Regions from separate parts of the Zea mays genome. Here regions 1, 3 and 4 are each linked to region 2. A link is a contact called in public Hi-C data. All regions are on one chromosome and are shown on one strand. Each heading gives the region's core, a stretch centred on a gene start, on an enhancer-like site or on the middle of the called end of the contact. The rest is flanking DNA. Distances are from core to core; before and after follow the strand shown.

Region 1 (3,072 bases), core at 92-2,591, 340 kb after region 2:
ATTCAGTTACTTAATACAGTTACTTAATTTAGTGCCCATGAGTAACAATAATATACAAGAAAATAATCAACAATCAGCAATAAAATTTATATCTATATTGCACATCGAGATTGAGAGACTAAGAGCTGATTACCTGAGCGCGTGGTGCCCCTCGTGCTACGGTAGCGGCGCGGCGGTGCTGGTGCAGGGGCGACGCGGCGCGAAGAGCGACAGCTGTGACATGGCGCTAAAGCACTCGAGCAGTGCCTCGTTTGGTAGCTTGGCGCTCTCCGTGAAGATGCGGTGGGGCGGCGAGGCGGTGGGGCGGCCCGGCTAGTGCAGGGGCGGTGCGGCTATGGAGCAAGCCGCGCGGGGGAGGGCGCGGCGTGGCTGTGGAGCAAGGTCGCGCGCGGCAGGGTGCGGCGCGGCTGAAGCACGGTGCGCGGGGGAGGGCGCGGTGCGGCGCGGCAGGAGCAGCGCGGGGGAGGGCGCGGCTGCAACGCGCGGGAGGGCGGCACGGCGCGGCTGCAGGCACGGGAGGGCGGCGCGGCGCAGTTGCAGGGCGCGGGAGAGGGGTGGCTCTGCGTGGCGCGGGGGAGGGCACGGGAGGGCGGCGCGGCGGGAGGGACAAAAGGCGACGACGCAGAGGAAGACGGCGACGCGGCGGGAGGGAGAAACGGCGGCGGCGCGGTAGGGGAGAAATGGGCGGGCGCGGGATTTTTGGTGAGGACGCGGCGCGGCTGAGGAAGACAGAGCAGTCGTGTTTGGGTAGGGTTAAAAAATAAGAGTTTGCTGCTTTCGCGGTACCCCGACACTCTTAAATTAATAGTGTGGGTTTTCTCGGCACCCCGACACTCTTAATTTAAGAGTTTCGGTACAGTAAAAAGCCACACTTTTACAGTATTAAGAGTGTCTGGGCCGACACTCTCAAATTTACCGATACTTCTTCAACGTTTTCTTGTACGGGCTGCCCGGACCTACCGTGCCGGCACGGCACGGCTAAGGAGGTTCAGTGCCGTGCTTGGGCGTAGGTTAAGATACTAGTGCCGTGCCGGCACGACACGGCTATTAAACGGGCCAAACGGAACGTACCCTAACCATGCCGTGTTTGACCGTGTCAGGGCTGGACCGGGCCGCCCGTTTGGTCATTTATAGCCACATCCCTCTCTGTTCTCTCTCTTTCTTTTGCCGCTCCAACCTTGGGGCCCACATGCAGTAGTGTGGAGCTCACAGTACAACACCACTCTCCCTCGGCCTCGGACATTCCGTCGGTCGCTATACTCCTCTCACTCTGGCTTGCACTTGCTGCCCTTTATATAGCCACCCCCTCCGGAGCTCACTCACTCCCCACTCTTGGTGCTCTTGCTTGAATATAGTCCCCCTCCTCTCTCTCTCACACACCTGTTCTTCGATCTCGGCCTAGCTAGCTAGCTAGCGAGCAAGCTATAGCTTAGCTCGGCTAGCCGGGTGTGTCGCCGGTCGGCTAGGCAACGCCGCTAGCGATCGCAAAATGGCAGATGCGGGGGAGGGGCGGCGGGTGTGCGGCATGCCGGAGAAGGCGCAGCTGCACGTTGCGATGCTGGCGCTGCAGTTCGGCTACGCGGGCTTCCACGTGGTGTCGCGGCTGGCGCTCAACATGGGCATCAGCAAGCTCGTCTTCCCCGTCTACCGCAACATCATCGCGCTCTGCCTCCTCGTGCCCTTCGCCTACTTTCTAGAGAAGTACGCACTGCTGGCACAATTGCTTGCATGCATGTTTTTTTTTATTTCGCTGCTGCTGCTGCTAGCTGATGATGTATATGAACTGCCTGCGTATGTGCGTGCGTGCCCGGCCCCTGCTGCAGGAAAGACAGGCCGCAGCTGACCCTCAACTTCGTCGTCCAGTTTTTCTTTCTCGCGCTCTGCGGGTAAGCTACCGACACCAACATATGCATGCATGCCCATCATGCATGACTGATACAGTAAATCGTAGTAATTATGCACGCATGCATGCTTGTTGTCATCATCAGCATCACGGCGAACCAAGGGTTTTACCTCCTGGGCCTGGACAACACGTCGCCGACGTTCGCGTCCGCCATCCAGAACTCGGTCCCGGCCATCACCTTCGCCATGGCCGCGGCGCTGCGGATCGAGAAGGTCCGGCTGGACCGCCGCGACGGCGTAGCCAAGGTGGCGGGCACGCTGGCGTGCGTGGCGGGGGCATCCGTCATCACGCTCTACAAGGGCCCCACCATCTTCGGTCCCGGCGGCGGCGGCGGCCTCGAGCTGGCGTCAACCAGCAAGGCGGTGGCCGGCGACAAGAACTGGACGCTGGGTTGCGTGTACCTGATCGGGCACTGCCTGTCGTGGTCCGGCTGGCTGGTGCTGCAGGCTCCCGTGCTGAAGAAGTACCCGGCACGGCTGTCCGTCACCTCCTACACCTGCTTCTTCGGCGTCATCCAGTTCCTCATCATCGCCGCCTTCATGGAGAGGGACGCCGACGCATGGAAGTTCCACTCCGGATCCGAGCTCTTCACCATCCTATATGCCGTGAGTATATATATCTCTCTCTACTTATTAGCTAGGTTGCTGCATGCTACGACAACGTACTCCTATCTTATTATGAAGTATATACATATTGCACTATATATAATAATACGCTATTCCAACTCTTGTGTAGAGCCAAAGTATCTCAGGCTTAATCAAATTTATATGATGATACTTATAATGCCTAATCAATATTATTTGGTTTCTATTAGTTATATTTGTACATTATACTTATTTAGTGTTATAAATCTTTATTATTTTTTATAATTGAATTAAACTTAATATATTTTAACTGAAGAAATAAAGCAATTTATAATTTAGAGCTTTTGCATGTCACGTCAGGGCACCTGTCATGCATGTGGTGGAGACATAGATAGAGTATTAGTGCATTTCTGAGGCAGAAGTATACTAAAAGTGGTGCATGCAACAACTAAGCTAATAACTATAGCTATCTGTACAAACGCATGACATCTCTTTTCATTCAGTATAATATTATGAAATGAAAAGATGCTGCCTGGCCAGGTTTAATTAGTGTTCGTAATTATCGATCGATAATTAATTATGATC
Region 2 (3,074 bases), core at 458-2,957:
AGCAGTGGTCATTAGTTGGTCTTCTTTCTTGGTATAATTACCAAGAATCTCATTACACATTGTCTCTATCACCCTAAACCCGATGAAGCATTTATCCTACGTTATTTGCTTATCCCTTAAACATGAATGCTTTTTGTTCTAAACTCTTACTTATTAACAACCTTAGAAGAAGGATTGTTTATGAGTAATCTTATACTCATCGTGACCTTCGTCCAAGAGTCTTTATCTTTGAGAAAAGATAATGCTTGATAAGACGAAGGTCATATAACGTTTAACATTGTGTTGCCTTGTTTTTAATTCACAACAATTGAAAACAAGTGACCAACACCAGGGACCAGAGACGAACACCTCTTCAGAAGGTACGTGTCTCTCAGTCTTCTGTGATTCTGTGATTCTGTGTTCAGTAATCAGTACTTAAGTTCAGACTTCAGAGTTCTAGGGTTCTAGTTCTAGACTTCAGACTTCAGACTATACTTTTTCGGTTGGGTCCACCATTGATCATTACCCCAGAGGTACCTTAAAATAAACAACATTTGGTATGATAATTGTACAAAATGCAGATACAACATGATTAAAAAGAGGTTGTAGTGCCACGTATTGAAACATTTGGAGAGACGAACCAAGGTCGCCTTGTGTCGGCGGCCATGGATGGAGCAACAATGACGGCCCAAGGTCGTGGTGTCCCTCTTATCTTGGCATGAAGAAGATAAAATCTAGAGGTAAAAGTGGTTCATTTAAATTGCAATTGTCCATCCTATATTTTTCCGGCTGGGTCCACCATAAATCATCACCCCGGAGATACCTTAAAACAAACAATATTTGGTAATTGTACAAAATGCACATGCGTGATTAAAAAGAGGTTGTAGCCTTGTAGGTATTGACATGCAAGAAGAAGCTGATAGGGTAAATCTAGAAATGGACATTTGAGTTGGGGAAAAACAAGATGTGAGGCCTTAGTAGCGCTGATGAGGAATGGTAGCACAACGGAAAACACTGTACTTTTTCACTCCTAGAGTAGTGCTTCAGAGACCCTATCATGTCTTTGTCTATCAGTAAAGACTTGACTTTTTGTGAAGGTTAGCCTGCGAAATTGTGAATGACTGAATGCGCCGGCATGGTGGATATTCTTCCGTGTAGCATTTTGTGAAACAAATTGCACTGAACTAGCAAACCGTATGAACAACTATTCTTTCAGCCTACATCATGTTGAATCTAGATTCAATTGCCCCGGCACAGCACAACCAAGCTACGGTTTTTTTTCCTGGGAACGGTATGGAGGAGGGACCTGGGGCTGAGACACCGACCTTACTGCGTTGCCGCGCCCACTGAGCTCGGGTGGGAGCTTGCGCTCGTTGACGGCGTCCATGACGGCGGCGAGGCGGTGGTGGGCGGACCCGGACGGCTCCTTCTTCTTCCTCCTGCTGTTGTTGTCGGTAGACGTCGACGAGGCGGAAGGTGCGTCGGGGTCGGGTGGACACGAGGCCGACCAGAAGGCGCGGGGTCCCCGGGCGGGCGCGAGCGCGAGGAAGCGGCGGGCTGCGGCGCTCGTCACCGCCATTGGAGAGAGACCTCTGGCACGGGCGGCGATCGAGGCACGGCTGCGAACAGCGAACAGGCCCGCCCGTGGCTGCGCAGCTTCCACGACACCACCACCGGTCCGAGTCGGCTGGCGGAGTTAGCCTCGGTTCCGGGCTGGAAGCAGCTCATGGACCTCTTGTGCGTTTGCGCTTCTCGCTTCATGGACCGTAATCCTCCGTGGGTAGGATCTGACAAAGTGGCAAGGTCGACGAAATAATCGTGTCTCGTCCGCTCGCTCGATCAGTGATCAACTCGATTTGATTTAGATCTGCTCGTTGAATTTTCCACGAGCTAAGCTGATATCATAGCTCGGTTCATTTATGAGCCAGCTCACAAGCTAAACGAGATATCACGTTTCTGCCAGGGCCGTCTCTGTGGGGGTGTCAAGGGTGCGGCCGCATCGAACCCCAAAAATAGAGGGTCCCTAGCCACTATACGGTAGCATTTTTTCCTGTTAAACCTATCTATTATAGACATAAATACGTAAAGAGCGATGCGGTAACGAGTTATCGACTAGTCTCGTTTATATTCTTAAACTGTCTTAATTACTTATCGAATACTCCATCCGTTTCAAAATAGTATTTGTTTTAATTCTTGATTTTTATGTTTATATTGATGATGATGAATCCACTAAAGAAGCAAAACAAATTCTATTTTGATATAGGGAGAGTATTATAAACTATACATATGATGGTTGCTTTGGCAGAGAGAAGCTTTTTAAAATTGAAATATTTTTGTGAACTATTTTTTATCAACAATAACTCAAGAGATGTTAAATGGCTTGGTGATTCTATATATCGAAAAAAAAAGTTGTTGGATGAGATTGATCTCAATGATATAAGAGATGAATTTGTATCACAAAATGTTAAAAGATATTTTTAATAATATCAGATAACAAGTGCTTTTTGCTATATTTTACATTTGTTATCTTGTAAACTTCAAAATAGTACATAATAATTTTTATATGTCAAATATTTGATAATATATGTATAATTATATATATATATAATTATATTTGTGTGTGGATGGGCCTCGATATCAGATTTCGCACTCGGCCCCTGAAAAGCCAGGAACGGCCCTGGTTTCTGCAAAATGAAATTATACATATTATTTACGTAACAATTGATGAACATGCTATCTGTATGTATGGTGTTTATAGTGTATAAATTAAACTAATGATTGATAAATTGTTTCTATATGTTTAATTGGTCTATGCGAATATAACTATGAGTTAAATTGATTAATATGTGTGTAAATTGTAACTTGTGAATTGATAAGTGATGAGTTGTGTTAATTTGATGTTACATTGATGTGGTCTGTGAAACTATTAGTATAATTATTATTTATATTATTAAATTAGTTTGAAATTAACTAGAAATTGATTATTATATACATATTGTTTTTTTCTGATCTAGATCGCGAGCTAAACGAGTCAGCTCGAGCTCGTAAACGAGTCAAGCTAGCCGAGATGACTCTATAACTCATTAGCTTAACGA
Region 3 (3,175 bases), core at 653-3,152, 400 kb after region 2:
TGTGTTCCCGAGATTGATAGCCTTCGTGAGACTATATTGAAAGAAGCTCATGATTCTGATTACTCTATCCACACTTGTAGCACTAAGATGTATCAGGATTTGAAGCAGAAATACTGGTGGTATGGATTGAAGAGAGATGTTGCTGCACACGTGGCTAAGTGTGATGTGTGTCAAAGGGTCAAAGCCGAACATCAAAGACCAGCTGGACTATTGCACCCGCTTAAGATACCTGAGTGGAAATGGGAAGAAATTGGCATGGATTTCATTGTTGGACTACCCCTCACCCCTGCTGGATATGACTCTATTTGGGTGATTGTAGACAGATTGACAAAAGTGGCTCATTTCATACCGGTAAGGACTAATTACACGGGAGCCAAGCTAGCAGAATTGTATATGACTCGGATAGTTTGTCTACATGGAGTGCCTAAGAAGATCGTGTCGGACCGAGGATCACAATTTACTTCTTGGTTTTGGAAGAGGTTGCATGAGAGCTTGGATATACAGTTGAATTTTAGTTCGGCCTACCATCCCCAAACTGATGGGCAGACACAGAGGACTAACCAAGTGATGGAGGATATGTTAAGAGCTTGTGCTCTTAAACATGGTGGAAGTTGGGATAAGAGCTTACCATATGCGGAGTTCTCTTATAATAATAGCTACGAGGCCAGTTTGAAGATGTCACCGTTTGAGGCTCTATATGGTAGAAAATGCAGGACTCCTCTATACTGGGATCAAACTGGTGAAAAGCGGTTCTTTGGGCCTAAACTTATACAAGAGGTAGAAGAACAAGTGCGAATGATAAGAGAGAATTTGAGAATTGCACAATCAAGACAGAAGAGCTATGCTGATACCCGGAGAAGACTGCTGGAGTTTAAGGAGGGTGATCACGTGTATCTAAAGGTGTCACCGATCCAGGGTATGAGGAGATTTAAAGTTAAAGGAAAATTGTCCCCTCGCTTCATTGGACCTTTCCTGATCTTAAAGCGAGTGGGAGAAGTGGCATATCAACTAGAACTACCCGATCATCTTGCGAATGTACATGATGTCTTCCACGTGTCACAACTAAAGAAGAGCCTCAGGGTACCTGAGGAGCAACTACCAATGGAGGATCTTAGTGTTCAAGATGATCTAACGTATACGGAATATCCTACCAAGATTCTTGAAACTTTGACTCGAGTTACAAGAAATAAGGTTGTTAAGATGTGCAAAGTGCAATGGAGCCATCATGGAGAAAATGAAGCTACTTGGGAGAGAGAAGAAGAGCTTCGCATAGATTTTTCCCATCTTTTCCCTAGTCCTTCCTAAATCTCGGGGACGAGATTCTTTGTAAGTGGGGTAAGATTTGTAATACCCAAATAATTGGATTTATAAAAATGTATAAGTATTGGGTATTATAAATAAAAAAAGGGGTTATGGGATTATTTGTTTTGGTTTACTTCTTATTGCATAATCCAAAAATGGGCTCAAGTGAACTATTAACTAGTGTAAATAAATGTATAAATTAAATATGCATTATATGCTGGGTTCTTGTATTTTTGCATTTGTGTTCAAAGTTGTGAGACAAGTTCAAATTTGAAAATTAGAATTTGAAAACAGAAATTATGAAAGAAAAGAAAAAGAAAAGAAAAAGGAAAAAAGAGAAATTCACGGCTTGGGCTGGCTTTTCCTGGGTCGGCCCACTAACCAACCGTCCGCAGCCATTTCTCCTGACCTGGTGGACCCACGTGTCGGGCACCTAATCGAGTGTCATTCTCCTTGCGTCGCTGTCATGTGGCCCCACCGAGTCAGTACTTTCCTTTCCTCTTGCGCGCGCGACGTGGATGACTGGTGGGTCCGGTTTACCAGAGGCAGAGAAGGGGTCTTCTACCCGTAGCTGGCGGAGGGCATCGCAGACTCCGTGCGCGGTGGGATTCAACCGTAATCGCGGAGACCTCGGCGTTCGACTCAGGAGTCCAAGACTCCATGGTTAAAAGCGGCGCGCCATGCTCCTTTCTCCACTCGTGACCAATCCTAGGCTGCAGCAACAAACATGGCCCTAGTAGAGAGAATGCGGAGAGAGAGAGAGCCGCGAGTGTACGGGTTCTGGCGGAGCTGCGGCTTCAAGCAAGGTGCCGTGCAAAGTCGCTGGGGAGTACGCGCGAAGCATTGCCACACGGCAACCTGGAAGCAAGGGTCTCGGCGTAATTATACTGCAGTGGGGATTTCACAGCGCACGCCAGGCGGACGAACCGTGGATGGGCGCGGTCGGCATTTCACCGGACCGGGCCTTCATCGCCAAATCGAGCCGAGCGTCGGGAATTCTAGTGAGAATCACCACTCTAGCTGTCTCCGCTTTATATTTCTGTGCAGGTAGCAGTTTGTAGGCTCGGGCTTTGGTCTATCAACAAGTGTGTCGGGTAGCGCCGTCAAGTCTGGTCATGGGGGTAGGAAAGAAGATGAATGTGTGGCCGTGTAAGGTAGGAGCAGAGGCGTCCGGGCGGTAGATAGGGCTCGAATGGCGAGCTCGGAATAGTTTGTTGTCGCGTCCATGGCGCTCGTCCGCAGCGGATTAGCTGGAGAAAAAAAAAGAAGAGAGAGAGAACCGGTGAGGTAGAAGAAGGCCGACGACCGTTGATCCCGTGTTGTACGGTGGGGATCGGATGACCGTAGCCGCTCAGCCGGATTGATGCGCAACCGTTAGATTCATTATCAACGTTCACGATGTGAGCTAGCGTACCGATTCGGCCGTGTCAATCTCGGCCGATGATCATCGGATGTGCGGGCGAAAGGAAACCATACTTGTAGACCGTTGGATCGGGATCCTGCGCTCGCGGGCTCGTAACGGTTCACGTTATGATCTGGCGCGTCTGATTCTGATTGGATGGCCAGAGATGGCCGATACCGCTTCAGTTGATAAAAATTACTAACGAGCCCCTCTGTTTCTGGCCAATCAACCCGCCGTCCATCAGCGCATTAGATCTGAGTCTGTGGGGTTTTTGCGAGAAAGCCCCTGGCCTTTCTAGAATTTGGCGCGTAGACCAGAGAACTAAAGAAATAGATAAATAATTATAGAAATTGATTTTTAATATAAAAAAATTCTAGAAACAAGTATAAATCATATTAAATTTATTTTAACTCCAAATTGAGTCATTCCAGTTGCAATAATTTTGTATTAATATTGTCTATCAACTAGTAA
Region 4 (3,255 bases), core at 406-2,905, 500 kb after region 2:
GACTCCAAGGTCTCAACTCTGACACCCGGTGAAGCATCAGAGGAACACAGGGCCGGTGATTCCTGAACAATCTTGGGTACCTTTGGTGACAGCAGTGAGCTCCTTTGATGACATTCCTGAATCTCAGCATCTAACGTCGTATCCATGGACACTCCGACCACGCAAGTATGGGTTTTAGCAACATCCCTCTCACTGTCATCTGTTTGTGTCGCGGCATCCTGAGCTCCGATGGGTCTGCAGACCCTGTATTCGGAAGGTCCCGGGGAGCTAGCCTCTGACAATGGAGCATTTCTTCCTGCAGGTTCAGGGGACTGGTTGCCGGACGAGCCTGAATGCGCGGTCGGGCACAGGTCATCTTCATGGTTGGTGGAAGCCGACGACGATGGCAGCACTGCTGATTGCGCCTGCTGCTGTGGCCGTCGAGTGGCAGGTGGAGGTGAGATCTCCTTGCCAAGGGCAGACGAAGACGATGACGACGAGCATCCTTCTTGCGAGCCCCGCGACTGAGGGGACTCTTCCTTGCATGGCTTGAGGCCCTCCACCTTTGGGTTGCTAACGCCATTCTGCTGCCGATCTGAAACAAGAAAAGCACAAGCACAAATTGGACCAAGATCTGATGAAAATGAAAACATTCAGAGGCCAGGCCACACACACAGAACCAATCAGTCAGTCAGTCGTGGAGATACCTAGCGGCGGCGAGCGGTCAAGAAGCTCGGAGCCCTTGAGGATGTACTCGTTGCCCTGCGCGGGGAGCACCAGGTCGTCGTCGGACAGATCGTGCCACACGAAGCCGTTCTTGTAGCTCCTGGCGATGCCATGCGATACAAATTACAATAGGAGGGAACAGCAGACAAAAGCAAAAAACAAAGGTTGGCTTGCGAAATGCAGCAGTACCTCTTGCAAGACCAGGAATACTTGGAGGACATGCCCTTCCCGCGCAGCACGTTGAGGCGGTTAATCACATCTGCAGCAGCAACGCCATTAACGCGACTCGCATCATGAGCTAGCTAGTTGTTGGTACGCACGGCGAGCGAGTTTATGGCGAATTTGGAACCCCCAGATGGAACCGGAAGGCGGCACCTTTATTGAGAGAGGGATGGCTGACTGACCTCGCAGGTAGAGACCTTCCTCCGGGGCGGCGAGCGGCACCTCGATTAAGTGCGGGTGCTCCAGATGGCGGTTGCGGCAAAGGTAGTACACCACGGACACCCTCTTGGCCGCCACCGACGGGGCCGGGGGCGAGGGCGGGGGCAGCGACCGCGCCGGGGTCTGGTGGTGGCTCTTGCCCGGCGGCTCGACCCACACTTTGGTGCGGCCGGGGCTGGTACCGGTGCCGGTGCCGCGCCGCCGTGCCGGCCCTCCCTCCGTCGCTGCCCCAGACCCTGCTGGAGGAGCCATTCACGGAGGGAGGAATGGACGAGCCGCGGATCAGGTCACAAGGCGCTGGCCGCTGGGCATGGAACCCGGGCACCGTCAGCTGGTACGGATGGGATGGAAGAAACAGGAAAGCAAATGGGGGCAAAGGCAATTCAAAGAGCAAGCAACGGTGAATGAGATTAGGAGAGCTCAGGTGATGAAACGAGGCGAGCGATTAGGAAGGAGATGGCGGAGTAGAGGCAATAATGGAGCTGGCGAGCAGCTGCGGCGGCATGTTGGTGCACGACGGGACGGGACTCTTCAACGTTCCCTAGTTTTATTCCCTCAAAAAATATTTAATATTATATGTCATTTAAAACAACTTCTAAAAGATGCAATCTTTTGTATCTTCTTTATCTCTAACAACATCATCTAAATTCAATCATCTATATCTCATTCTCTTTATTTTAATAAACAATAACTATCAACTTAATTAACATAATAATTTACTAGGTCAGTACCCGTGCGTTGCAACGGGAAACATATAATATCATGATAACTTATATACAAAATGTGTCTTATATTGTTATAAGAAAATATTTCATAATCCATTTGTGATCCTAGCCATACATAAATTTTGTTATTTTAATTTAGTTGTTTCACTACTACATTGCAACCATCAGTATCATGCAGACTTCGATATATGTCATGATTTGCATGGTCTCATTATTGGAGAGCACGCGCCACACCTGCCGGTAGAAGTTCCGTCGTACATCGTTAGTCATCAGGCACGCACCACCATACACGCTTGCTTAAACAAAAAATGCAAGTGTGTGTTTGCGAAGAGAATTAAAGGCAGATCGGCACAAAAGGTACCCCGACGATGGCGAGTGGTCATTGTTATCGGTCCACCTCTGCTCACTTCCGGTGTCGAGATGACGCCACAATCCTTGATATAATAGTCGTCGAACGCGCGCGATATGGTGAGTACCGATCACTCTTGGCTGGGCTGCCAAATGAAGTGCACCCCGGGCTCATCAGCGAGGTAGTACACCTGGTCGTTGCACCACCGGATGTGCTACTCCTCTACATACATCTTGTTCGAGGGCACTCACACAACAACAACAATGGTCGTCATTCCAGCGCACAAGAATTCATGGCCGGTCAGTAGCGACTTACGTGGCAGGTTAGGCTTCAGGTGGATGATGAGCTAGACGGCGTGATGGCGTCGTAGTAGGTTGTGATGCCCAGAACAACCCGAGAGTCGTCGACATTCGCGACGACCATGAGGTCCCCATGTTTGACGATGGACAGCGCGGTGCAGCCGCTCTGGACCACGTCCAAGCGGCGGCTGCGCCGGAGCTTGCCGTACACAGCGGCGCATGGGCCATGTAGGACTGCTTCCAGAGGTCGAACTGGTAGTCGCCAAGTTTTTTCTCGTCGTCGGTGAGCGACGCCAACGCGAGCGCCTCGTGCTAGTGGTGTTTGTTCGGGGTTTCCAAGTAAGAAACATGGATTCATCTTTGACATTGGTTTATGAAAATGATTTATAAGTTAGATCCATGGAAAAATATTACGGAGAATAAATGTTACACATGCAAAAAAAAAGTATTTAAGTTGAAAACATTATTCAAACAAAAGAAATTGCATGCAAGGCTCTTTTTTAAATACTACTCCCTCAATCCAAAAATATAATTTAATAATCTCAGTGATACTTATCTACTACTACACATTGTGCAAGGGTAGCAGGTGGGCTTCGGGAGAGATGTATTATATGTTTTTACTATAATAGATGTAGACATAAACACACATGTGGTGTAGTGGTAGCTACAAACACATTTATTTGAGAGGTCACGGGTTCGAATCCCCTTGGAGCCTGTTTTTTTAATTTAATTTTAG

Evidence for each region. Hi-C and Micro-C count contacts between places; a contact is called where the count stands out from the background.
Region 1: a Hi-C map of ear shows a contact between it and region 2, with 3 times the contacts expected there. The contact joins the promoter of LOC100279417 here to the promoter of LOC100277986 in region 2. A contact is called at or near these places in 2 of 25 Hi-C or Micro-C datasets (ear and tassel).
Region 3: a contact with region 2 is called in a Hi-C map of leaf, with 6 times the contacts expected there. The contact joins the promoter of LOC100277519 here to the promoter of LOC100277986 in region 2. A contact is called at or near these places in 4 of 25 Hi-C or Micro-C datasets (ear, endosperm, leaf and 1 more).
Region 4: a contact with region 2 is called in a Hi-C map of leaf, with 3 times the contacts expected there. The contact joins the promoter of LOC100279531 here to the promoter of LOC100277986 in region 2. A contact is called at or near these places in 2 of 25 Hi-C or Micro-C datasets (ear and leaf).

Annotation. Positions count from the first base shown.
Region 1 is chr4:52,773,067-52,776,138 of Zm-B73-REFERENCE-NAM-5.0, reverse strand. It overlaps LOC100279417 (Protein WALLS ARE THIN 1), which reads left to right and starts at 1,341. Exons shown (of 4, transcript NM_001152429.1): 1 at 1,341-1,701; 2 at 1,824-1,886; 3 at 1,989-2,508. The coding sequence starts at 1,490.
Region 2 is chr4:53,114,594-53,117,667 of Zm-B73-REFERENCE-NAM-5.0, reverse strand. LOC100277986 reads right to left here and starts at 1,707. Exons shown (of 3, transcript NM_001151413.1): 1 at 1,305-1,707. The coding sequence starts at 1,558.
Region 3 is chr4:52,710,421-52,713,595 of Zm-B73-REFERENCE-NAM-5.0, reverse strand. It overlaps LOC100277519, which reads left to right and starts at 1,902. Exons shown (of 3, transcript NM_001151053.2): 1 at 1,902-2,303. The coding sequence starts at 2,030.
Region 4 is chr4:52,612,399-52,615,653 of Zm-B73-REFERENCE-NAM-5.0, reverse strand. LOC100279531 reads right to left here and starts at 1,655. Exons shown (of 6, transcript NM_001399047.1): 1 at 1,110-1,655; 2 at 895-964; 3 at 687-805; 4 at 1-574. The coding sequence starts at 1,398.